Regions from separate parts of the Mus musculus genome. Here region 1 is linked to region 2. Evidence: chromatin contacts called from public Micro-C data. All regions are on one chromosome and are shown on one strand. The core of a region is the stretch at or near the end of the contact, and the rest is flanking DNA. Distances in the headings are between cores, read along the strand shown. Region 1 has its middle 41 kb from the start of Gm12724. Region 2 has its middle 26 kb from the start of Gm26047.

Region 1 (6,245 bases), core at 2,009-4,508, 100 kb after region 2:
CATAGTAAAGTCCAGGGCAGTTAAAGCTCTATGATAAGTGCAAGGAGGGTGTTTTTGAGAACCGAGTAAAAGATGTGGATACTATTTCCCACTGACGCACAACTGTGTGCACATACCCTAAGAGATACAACTTTGTGCTATTCGTGGATATCCAGGGTCTGTTTATGACCTGCAGATGGATAAGAACAATGTTAGGGGTTGACCTAGATTCTCCTATGACTAAGAAAAAGACTGCTTCATTATAGCTGCTCAAAAATGTCAGGTCGTTATTATAAAAGTGCCTCTTTCAAACCTTGAATTCTCCAGAACCTGCCCAAGGTGGTGGTGGCTGTAGTAATAATAGATTCCCTATTATTACTATCAATACTACTATACTATAGTAATAATAGATTCCCTATCTACTTACTCCTGGCTTGGTCCCCTCCATTCTGTCCCTGGGCTTAGCCATGTCACATACTCTGGCCAGTAAGGCAGCATCAAACTTAACACAAGCAAAACATGATGAAAACTCTTGGTATTCCACTTCCTTTCTGGGACATTTCACCTCCCTGTAACTACATCTGTGCCACCAAGCCACCAGGCCCTCGGGGATAACTTAGAAGAGGATGATAAGCCACATATAGCAAGTTAAGTCTTCCTAGCCAGTGGTATTTTTAACTGTCCAGACAGACTTCAGGCTCATATGACACATGACTGCTATACAAGCTAACCCAGCCAAAATCTCTCAAGACTGTCCCAGACTCACAGGTTCACCCAGCTGACTTGAGGGTACAGGAAAAATGACAAGTGGCTATAGTTTTAATGATTTGTGTATTTGGATAGAGGTTACAATGCAGCCATGAATAACTAAAATGAAGTAACTTGGCTAGAGCCATGAATACATCAAATGATATCCTTGTACTCAAGAAGTGTGCTTTCTGGCAAACACAGAGATGTGTAAAGAGTGGAGGGAAATGAAGGTGGAGAAAGGTAAGGCTAACCGTGAATGCCAGCGAGATCTTACAAAAGACCTTGGCCACATGTCAAGAGGCAACAAAGAACATCTTGAGAGGGTTTGAGCAACACAGTAGTATAAACAAACTGTTATTATAAAAAGGTCCTTTCATAGCTGTGTATGGAGCAAGAATTGTGGTGTAGTTACCATTGAAAATGTGATTTTAGTATTGTCATTGTGAAACCACAGAAGTCTAGATTATGAGGCCAGCAGAGAAGATGGAGAGAAGGGAAGGTTGGAGAAACACACAGGACATAAGGTTAAAGGAAGTTGGTAGTCGTTCTTGTTTGGAGGAGGAAATGGAAGAGCTGCATCTGAACACAGACTGCTTGTTCGTTTATTGAATGGCTACTTACTGAGGGCTCACTTTATGCCAAGCACACTGTGCAGGTATCAGGGGAGACCATTGTTCCGAAGTTAGCTGTCATTATTTGAATGTGAAATGTCCTCAACAAGCTTAGATGTTTGAACATTTCGTCCCCAGCTAATGGGGCTGTTTTAGTAGGTTGCAGAACCTTTGGGACCCAGGACCTAGCCAGATGATGTAGGCCTTGAGGGTTCCATGCCCAGGTCCTGCTAGAACTCTGTCTCCTGGTGAGTGACGTGTGAGAGAGAGCTTCTGCGCATTCCCAATCCTGTGACTGACTCACTCCAGCCACCGTACCTTACTTGCCGTGATTGATTGAAACCCTGTTAACTCTGAGCCAAAAGGAGCTCTTCCTCCCATAAATTGCTTCTGCCAGGTAGTGAACCTGGATATTTAAAGAACTCTGAGCAAGCACATCGCAGAGATACCTGCGCATTGATGTTTTCTGCAACACTACCCATAATAGGGAGGCATCCATCAATGAAGGAACAGATGACAAAGATGTTGTGTATATACACAATGGAGTTTGTTTTAACCATGGCACAGAACAAAGTTATAACATTTGCAGGAGAGTCAATACAACTGCTGATAATCACAGAGCAAATTAATCCTGCCTCAGAAAGACAAACATCATGTTTTCTCTATTTTGTGTTTCCTAGATTTTATATTATAGGAATTATGCATGTATCTGTGGCATGGAAGTAGAGGGAAGCTGACAAAGGGAATAAAGGAACCTAACAGGACAAGAGGGAAGAAGAAAAGGAAGAGGATATGGTGGGAGACTATACTCAATTTGTATGAAATTTGTATTCGTATGAAAGTGCCCTTATATAACACAGCCCCAAGTACAATCGATGAAAAATGCTTAACTAAAATAAATAATCACATGGGCATCAAGATAAACCTGCAATTATAACTTGGAACCTATGGCAGAAGAAAAGTAATAGGAACATTTCAATTGCAGTGGTGCAGAAGTCTCTAGAAAGGGATCCCTAAGACATGAAATCTGAGCTGAGACCCAACAGATGAGGATGTGTTAGCTAGACACAACTGGGAAATCAAGGCATCGAAGGAAACAGTCTGTAAGAGCAATTGGGCTCTCCCAGACATCAGTGGCAATGTAAGGTAAATAGAAGAGTGGAGCGATGAGTGACAGACAGCACCAGAAACCAAGCTGGGTAGAGCTGGATCTGAGCAGGCAGTGCCTGTGGTCCACATCAGAGACTTAGACTAAAAATACAGAGTGTGTTTGGGAAGTGACAGGAGACGTTCCTGTAGCTAACTATTCTGCCTCCCCGTTGGTGGACAGAGGTACCACTCCAGATGTCTGTCAGTCGGAGCAGCAGATCTGGAAGGTGTCAACACCCTGTGGGAGGGGAGGGCTAGGGTGGAGGTCTCCAAAGACCTTCCTTTGGATCTGTCCAGAAAACATTGGAAATGGAAATCTAAAGGTGGCCAGAGAGAGCTGGCCTGGAGACTGGCAGTTGTCAGTGTAGGAGACACAGCTGAAACCAATTCCCCAGGGAGGACAGGAAAATGAGAAGAGAACCCACAGATGGAAAGTCCTGCAGGAGCTGAGAGAAAGTCCAGATGACTCAGACCAGCATGTGATTGCCACATCTCCAGCTTAGGTAACACCCATCGATGCTGTGGATGGACAGGAGTCCAAGAGAACACTTTACAGCAGGGGAATATAAACATTCCTGGGCCCTCTCCGTGTCCTAAGGTTAATATTGTTCATAAACTTGACTTGTCACAGACTGAAACTTCAGTAATAAATAAAGATACTAACTTGATCTCTAAGGGAAAAATCTGAGCTGGTCAAAATAACCTTTTCCCCTGGTAAACAAGATGAAGCCCTAGGATTGTGCAACAGAGAGAGTGGCCAGCCAGTGTTGAATGATGTCATACGCTATAGTCATGACAAATATGCCACATTTTATGCAGGAGTGTGATATGTGAAATAGGAATTGGGAATTAGGCCCAATGACTTCTCCCAGTGTCACCATAGATGGCCTCCACCTAAGCAAAGCCATCTGTCTCTATAACTGGGCTTTTTCATCTACAAAATTAGAAACAGTTCCCTCTAATTAATTTTCTAGCACTTATTCTTATTGAAAATAATTTTATACAAGTGACATGTACTATATATACATATATATAGTATATAATATGTACTGATCCCAATTTCTCCTCCTCTAACTCCTTCTAGATCCTCCCCCTTCCCTCCCACCCAACTCTATGACCTTTCTTTCTCTCTTCAGAAAACAAACAGGCCAACAAACAAACCAGAATAAAAATAAAACTAAAAGAGAAAAAAGGAAAAACATCAGAAACAGAGAGAGAAAAACCATAAAAACACAGAATCAGAAAGCATGATATGCACACAAAAGACCAGTAAGGCCAAAAAGAAAAAGAAAAAGAAATTCCCAAACAAATGCTATTGAGCCCATTTCCTGTTGCCATCTTCTGCTAGTCAAGAGGTCTGCCCTTCAGTGTGGTTTGCGTATCCAGTAAGTCTCCACTGGAGAAAACTAATTTGTGCTTTGTGAGTGGTTATCACCTGGAGATTAGCATCTGAGTTAGGGATGTGGGTTTGTGTCCACTTCCCTCCTAGCACGGGGACTCGTGCAGACCCTGTGCATGCTGGCATAGTCTCTGTGAGTTCTTAGGTGTGTCATCCTTGTTGTGTCTGGAAGACACTGTTCCTTGCTGTCTTCTATCCCCTCCAGCTCTTCTTTCCTACTCCTCACACAGCCCCTGAGCCCTGCCCCTTGGCTTTCCTGTCTTCTATTCAAAGACAACCGGTAAGAACAAAGACAAACAATTCTCAATACGCTTCCACAATGTGCCAGACCTATACACATATTACATGGGAAAACTCTGCTAATTAAGGTTGAATTCTACCATTGACCAGATAGCCTTCTGAGACTTGGCATAATATGGAGGGCCCCCTTCATTGGCAGGACTTCCCTTCTCTGACCTCATCTAGGGAACTCAAACCCCTTACCACACACCTCTACCGGCAGGATGTCATGTAGCTTTAGTTAGATCATGGATTCAGCTTCCTTTCTCCTCGTAAGAACCCATTCAGCTAGCACCTGAGATTCCTGAAATGCTTCCCCATGCTAATGAGGCACTCTGGTACCCTAACCCTTTAGCCAACAACTTTCGCCCATCCTGGATGTTTCCACCCTCGATCCTCCAAAACTTCATAAGCCTTGAATCATCCCCAAGTAAAGTTGGTCTGACTCCCTGCAGCTGGTCCGGGTGTCTTAATCACTGTACATACTCACAGGGCTTCCGAACCCAGCCCTGTTCGTCCCCATCTCTGCTCCCTTTGCCCTCGTGGACCGATATAGGCCAACAATCCCTGGAGGCAGGGAAAGCCACAGCATTAGCTTATTAAAATAAGGTAACAGAATTCCCATGACCAAAGTAAATACCATTGCCAGTTTAAAGAGAGGAAAGCCAAAAGTAGAAAGTGTGTTATTACAGTAGAATTGATGTGGGACACACATAAACCTGGTTTTAGCACGTCCATCAGCTCATTGTCACAGCACTGGCATGCTTCACTGTTCTGCTGTGTGATGCTGGAGCTGGACCGCGGATGAATTCCCTTTGCCCAGCACAAGTGATGCTAATCTCTGTCAACAGAGGACCGTTTATACATTGTACTTGGGAGCGAGTGTATATATGTGTGAGTGTGTGTGATACATGTGCACGTGTGTACAGGGGGCACACACGCCCATGTGTATGTGCAGACAGCAGATGAGGGTGTCCAAGGTCTTGCTCTATCGCTCCTTATCACTGAGTCAGAGGTGGTGATAAGTGCTGGGTGTACATTCGTTCATTTCAACAATCATGCCAGAGTCATCATCCCTTCTACATCTGGAAAGACTGAGGATTTAGTAACTTGCCCAAGATCACCAACAGGAAAGCAACATGGCACTATGCAACCATGCGACTCCCAAGCCCATGGGCAGCAGGGACGTCTGCCTTCGTCATTTCCCATGCCCCTTGCTGGCCCCACCCCTGACTGTCTGTGTGACTATAGGAAAGCTCTTTAATCTCTCTAGCCTTGTGAAATGAAGAGAGCACATCTGTTTGGCAGGACCGCTGTAAAGATGACAAAGGCTTTACCTAAAGCACTTAGCACATTGCCTGGCCCCCAAGAGGTCGTTAATAAATGTCTCCTCTTTGTCTTCCTATAAAATTATGGTGGTACCTTCAAAGGCCAAAACGAGTCCACAGGTAACAGCACAAGCCAGGACACCAGGTTTGGCAAAGGCCAGCCAGGGGTGAAGCTTGTTTTCTAACGTGCTGGGGAATTGTTCTTCTGTTTCTTTGGTGGGGGGAATAAAAAAAATAAAAGATAATATTCTTCATTCTACCTCAGGGCTCAGCCACATGGAACTCATTTTCTCATGAAGCAGTGCAGACTAAGGCTGAAAAGCAGGCTGAAGCAGCGCTGAGATGGTCTTTTGGATGACAGGACTGGGGCCCATCACTGAGCAATAGTACCACCACCTCTCACATGCCATGTACTTTACAGTTTTCAAAGCATGCCCATGGTCCTCTTGTTTGGTCAAGGATGTCAGGATGAGGTCATCTCCATTTGACAAAGGAAAGAACAAGAACCCAGAAAGAGAGCATGGTAGGTCCACTTACAAGGCTAGGGCTCCGAGACACCCAGGCCAGTCAACAGTGGTCCAATGATCTTCTCTGTGAAGAAGAATTTCCTAGACAGAAAAGGGAACGTCCCTTTAACTGTGCAGGAGCTAGGTCTAGGGAGATGGCTCAGTGGTTAAAGTGCTTGTCACACAAGCAAGAGGACCAGTGTTTGGATCTTCAGGACCCATGTAAATGCCAGGTAAACATGAC
Region 2 (5,976 bases), core at 3,279-5,778:
CTCCTGGATGGGCTTCTGAGGTTAGAGAGTTCACACCAGTGTTCAGTCCACAGGCTCATACTAATAATTTTGAGATTCATCAAAGTAAAAAGCAGTTCCAACATTTTGAGCCAAATTTGAAGCAAAGTTTCAATTAAATACTGGTCAAAATGGGCTTTGGTCAGGACCACTTCCTGGAATTACCAGCTGAGTGTCCCTGAGACACATTTTGCAGAGGCCTATAAAGACAAACCCATTGGCCACCATACTTTTCCATGAGGTTTTTGTTAATTTCCAAGAACTACAACTCCCAGCATTCCAGGAAGTTGCCTGTTCCTTGGACAGTAGGCTTACAGGTTAATTTCAGGTACTACAGTAGACAAATCAGGGACATAACCACATATTGGTGTAATTTTAAAGGGGTGATCCCTGCCCCACTCTAGCCTGTATTGCTCCCAAATAAAAGACACAGAGAGCTGGTATTTTGAATAACAAGCTGTTAACACTATGCTGGGTAGGTATTCTAACCTACATCCCAACCATAGGCCCTGTGTTACTTGTCTGAGTCTTGCTCTGTTTGCTCTGCTCCATGTGTGTCCTCAGGGTAATCTTCTATTGGCCATTTGCTCATGTCCATCATCATGGTCCACCCTGCCTCACAGCAACCTCCTTCCCCTACCTTATTCCTTCTCCTCATGGTCTCTACCTGAGACCCCTCCATCTCTCCTCTTTCTCCTGCCCAGTCACAGGCTCTAGCCTTCTGTTGACCAATAAGGGATTATTGGGGGACATTCTTTATAGCACACTGGTCAATACAATGCCCATGTCCATTCTGCAACCTGATCTTGGATCACAGAACTCAGCATCTGAATACACAGTGCACAAAACCAACCCCAACAACCACACACCCTGAAAAGTACCAGAAGGGACAAATCTATGGCACTATGAACCTGAATAGAAGCAAGTAGCTAAAAATCAGGTTCAGGAAGTGTCCTTTGTGCTGGAACCAAAGGATGAGTTAATTTAAAAGAACAGGGAAAAGAGTCAATCAAGATGAGGTCGATGGCTGGGCAGTGGTGGCACACGCCTTTAATCCCAGCACTTGGGAGGCAGAGGCAGGCGGATTTCTGAGTTTGAGGCCAGCCTGGTCTACAGAGTGAGCTCCAAGACAGCCAGGGCCACACAGAGAAACCCTGTCTCGAAAAACCAAAAAAAAAAAAAAGGATGAGGCCAATGGAGAAGGACCTGTATGGAAGATGAATACAAAGTCATGCTGCCAAGATAGTCATATAAGCCAATGGCTCAGACTTTGAAACAAAAGCATTCAGGGAGGAAAATGATAGGGAAGGGAAACAGGTCCAATGCAGATCTTCCATGAAGGCCTTCAACTTCTTTGTTTTATCTTTGCAGCTCAGCAGAGCCAAGACAAGGCCTTGTGCCTATCACTTCAGAGAAGAAAAATAAAAGCAACCCAAACTGTATGTGTTGGGTGGTGGGAGGTTAGGAGGATAGGGTGAAATGTTCAGGGGAACAACAACAGCCAAATGGTCTCAGTTTGCAAACAGTTAACCCCTTCCTGTCCTTGATATCTTCATCAGCCAGGCCCAGGCGCCCGGCAAAATAACAAGCCGCCATTTATCAGTGTTCTGCAAGGTAGCACTTAAAACTGAACTCGGGCAATAAATCAGGCACATATAATTTGAGCCCTGAAGTATAGTAATTCTTCTTTTAATGCAACATCTGGTATAGATAACAGAGTTTGCAGGGGAGAGGGAGGGGGAACACTATGCCCAACTCTTGTGATTGTACATGCTGAGTTTGAGGCCCCAACCCCATCCCACCCCCATTGCCCCCCACCCCCACCCCCACACCTTCTCAGCAAGCCTGCAGACTTGAAAAGGAATGTTCCTTACTGTAACTCCCTCAGCTGGCCGAGAGGGGAGTGAGTTAATTATAGACCTGTTTGTTGGTTATTAATTAGACTCGCCTAAACATGAAATCACGGGGGAAGCGCCATTTCCCTGCTCCCTGCCTTCAGCCTCAGGGAGCCTTGGACTTGTCTCTCCTGTCTCTGCTGCCCACCGGGTCCATTCTACTTCCTCTGCAAAATTTCTCAGGAGGGTCCCAGAGCCCTTGCCCTGTAGGCAAACAAAATCTTTGTTTAGCTGGAGAGGAGCACAGGGTTGAGAGGAGAGATGGGGAGGAAACTCCAGACACCAAGTGCTCAGAAACAACAGGGCTGGCAAGGGGCTGCCCCCTCCTGCTGCTCGGCTCCCAGGTCCTCTGTAGGATATCTCAACTATCTCAACCTCTCCTCACACTTCCTAGGAGGCAGCTCCAAGACAAGTGGTAATGATTAGAAGGGCAAGTTCTATGCCTGAGGGAAAATCGGGTGACACCAGAGATGACAGTGTGTCCCATTTTCTATAGCCAGCCGTGACATCGTTCCCTTGTGTCGGGTGCCTGCCAACACCCATCATCCAGGCACGTGATGGGCATTAAAGGAGATGAGTTTTGTCAAGGACTCAGCAGGGGTCCAGTATATGGTTGTTTCTAAATATTAGTTTCTTTTTCCTCTGTCTTCCATAACTCCAGCACAACAGGCTTCGTGTGTGTATCTCCCACTTGGATAACCCGTTCTAGAAGGTACAACCTTGGTGCATCTCAGCATGCTTTTTAACTGCAATTGTTCACACTTTTAAAGTGGGAGACCAGAGGCCACCAAGGAAGATCCTTGTACAATTTAAATTACCAGAGCAAGCAATAAATTCATAATTGTCAGAGACCGAATTCTCTAGAAACTGTCCTCATTGTAACTGCAGAAGGGGTTATGGGAGATAGTAAAGTATCTGGAGAGATGGCTCAGAGGTTAAGAGCACTGCCTGCTATAGCAGAGAACCTGGATCCAATTCTCAGAGTTCACATGGTGATTCACAACTGTCTCTAACTCTAGTCCCAGGGGATTTGATGCCCTCTTCTGACCTCTATGGGTATTACACATACATGGTATACAGACAACACATGTAGGCAAAATACATACAAAGGGGAAAGAAAGAAGAAGGGAGGGAGGGAAGGGAAGGAGGGAGGGAGGGGGGTCAGCGAGAGAGAGAATATGAGTGCATCCCATAGCTATTATGCAAAGTCATGCTAGTTTGTCAGTTTTCCTTGCAAAGTCTAGCTAGACTATCAATTTGGCCTCCTCTAAATCCTCCAGTGCACATGTTATGTCCTTGTTGAGAAAGAGCAGTGGTCACTCCTGTCTGGCTAACAACCAGACTGTGTAGAGAACATGAAGAGCCAGTGACAGAATTCTGATGACAAATGCTTGCCAAAACAAAACAAAGCAGAAAACAAACAACAAGAACAACAAAAACACCAGGATTTTTCGGTGTTGCTAGTCACGTGAAAGAAACAAAAAAAATCTTCCAAGGAAACACAAATTAACCTTGTAAGAATCATGCCTGCACGTGCCTTATAACCCCCAAGCACTGTATTCTATACACATCCTTGTATTGAGAATTAAAGCTTACAGTCAGCATGAAGATGGCTCAGTCTGCCATTAAAGCAGGCATGTCAGAGCCTAGAACAGCACAGCCTTGCAACTTGAGTTTGTACTGTGCGATTCCATTCAGCATGTCTCCCTTTTCATTGCTTTTGTTACATCATTTCTACTTTCCACATCCTTGGGTTGCATTAATCTACTAAGATTCCTAAGACACAGAGATAAAGTGATGAGGAAGATCTACGTCAAACCCAAGAGGCAGAAACTAAATATAGAATGACAGAGTTACTTTGTTGCAATTTTAGTAAGCACGGGCTACAAAAAGAACTTACAAACAAAGAACCAAGCTGTAATGTCCTGGTTTGTTTCCTTGAACTCTGCCCATAAACACTCTACAAACTGTTGCACCCATTTTGAGAGTAAAGGAGACTAAAAACAAAACAAACAAACAAACAAACAAAAACAACAACAAAACACAAAACAAACAAAAAACGCAGCACTTGTAGAAGGAAGAAAGGGGGTGGGGGGGGGAAGGAAGAGGCAAGATGTACCAGTTGTAAAGTGTTGTAGCAGAAAAGGTTGTGGCAATTTCCACACCTGTGGCCTGGGATACAGGGCTTGAAGAATGTGTCACCATGGCATTTCCTTCTTATTTTCCTTTCCCTTGTTTTCTGTACCACGGGAAGGGGAGGGGAGGGAGAAGTGGAGGTCTACGCCCTTTTGCTTGCCAAGAAAAAAATCTTCATCCGCCAATGGGTAACTTGAAAACATCACTCTCTCTCAAACTGGTCTCCTAGTTTGCAAGATGGAAATAAGAACCATGAAAACTGTCTGCATTATATGAAACAGCACTGCATTTACATGTACATGCACACATACGCATACCTGTACACGTACGTGCACACCCATGCTAGGTATTTGCGCAATAAGTTTCTCCTCTTAGTTCTCCCCACTTTCCTTTTCCTTGCAATCTCTTGTTTTCCTTGCCTTCTTTGCCCGCTCTCTAGAGAGCTCTTCGTTTCATAAGAAGATGAATCAGCATTCTAATACCCTTGGCAGGAGGTTGCTGTCAGGGGCGTACCCTGCCCTGTCAGTCTGTGGCTTTAGCTTTAGCTCTAGGGACTTAATTTTTTTTTAACAAAATAACTAGCATGCCCCTTACTCCTGATTTTCCACTTGTTGTTCATGCTTTACCCATTGTAGGAAGGGTGGAGTGCTTCTAAGCCAACGGAAGTGGGGGATCGGATGGGAAGAGGAACATGGGAGGGAGTCATGGTTTTTATTTGCAGCCCTGAGAGCTTGTGAATTGTTTAATGAGAACATACCTTCTCCCCATTCCCCAAGAGTTGAGCAATGAGGCCCTTGCAGCTCTCCTTCAACACAGAAAAGCTTGGGGCAAGCATCCAAAGTGGGACTTGACTGTGGCATGCCAGCATTTTAAAGATCCAAAGTCTACAGAACCGCATGCGTCTCCTGGGACCTCCACATGTGAAACAGATTGTGAGATTGACTCTAGACGTTTTGCTTCCCCCGAAGACCTGAGATGCTTCCTCTAACAATGAGGAAAGTGTGCCCAATCCCTACCCTAGATCTGGGTTTGGGTTACATGCCTGGAGGCTGGAGACAGAGCAAATAAGGCAGTGGCAAGCTTGTCCATGCAGCTCTGAGAGGACCCTCTGTAGATTAGGTTTGTGGATCAAAATGTAGAAAAACTGCAGAGCAAGAAGCAAACCTACCCATGGGAGCAGTGCTTATTATTAAGCAGCCTTGAGTCCTGAGGGGTGAGGGTCACAATAGAGGATCATCACATTCATTGTGTATCTGGTCTTTCCAATGATGTGAGGAGGGAACTGGACTTTCCAGACACAATCAGTGACAGTTCACTTGGATGCATACTCCACACAAAGACACTGGAGCCCAGTGGACAGAAGAGTAGAGCCAGAATCTGCATGTAGCTCTGACACCAGAATCCATTCCTGGCTGGCTGTCATACAATACCCACAAAGAATGAAGAAATGCAGGGGGTCGAGGGGAGAGAATGAATACAATTATTAAAGAAGACAGAAGAACTCAAAATCCACAGCACAGATGAGGAAATGCATTATTCGTACAAATAGCACCTTACTTTTCTTAATTTATAGCCTGGTGAATTAATGGTTCTTGTGTCCTCAAGAAAAGGTTAGAGAATGGGCAGCCTCACCCACTGCAACGGGCAAGGAGCGTGTAATTAGTTTTAGAAGGCCTTCCATGCAAAATGATTAAATCAAGTTTTGGCACATGAAAGGGTAAGCTTTGGTTATTGGAAAATGTACTTAGGTGACACAGCTCATTTCCTGGTGAAGCCAGATTAATGGGACATTACCGACCCTAATTCCTCTACAAGTAAATGACTCACCTCTTCTCCTGCTGGGATGCCTGGAGCTGTGTGTGAGCTTGGCTTCCTTTCATGAAAACCCAAGAACTGGGATGGGGAATTCAGCTGGTGGGGGGAAGTA

Evidence for each region. Hi-C and Micro-C count contacts between places; a contact is called where the count stands out from the background.
Region 1: a Micro-C map of brown adipocytes shows a contact between it and region 2, with 1.7 times the contacts expected there. The contact joins two enhancer-like sites. A contact is called at or near these places in 1 of 39 promoter capture datasets (the 3T3-L1 cell line) and 6 of 484 Hi-C or Micro-C datasets (the 3T3-L1 cell line, beige adipocytes, brown adipocytes and 3 more).

What each region holds. Positions count from the first base shown.
Region 1 is chr4:106,192,748-106,198,992 of GRCm38.p6, forward strand. No RefSeq gene overlaps it. Among named protein-coding and RNA genes, the nearest start is that of Gm12724, 41 kb to the right of the region's middle. Within about 2 kb of position 3,259, at least 53 of the 459 cell types and tissues checked have an H3K27ac peak or open chromatin away from gene starts, as enhancers often do. A contact at or near this core is called in beige adipocytes and brown adipocytes, where this site is marked.
Region 2 is chr4:106,090,508-106,096,483 of GRCm38.p6, forward strand. No RefSeq gene overlaps it. Among named protein-coding and RNA genes, the nearest start is that of Gm26047, 26 kb to the right of the region's middle. Within about 2 kb of position 4,529, at least 39 of the 459 cell types and tissues checked have an H3K27ac peak or open chromatin away from gene starts, as enhancers often do. A contact at or near this core is called in beige adipocytes and brown adipocytes, where this site is marked.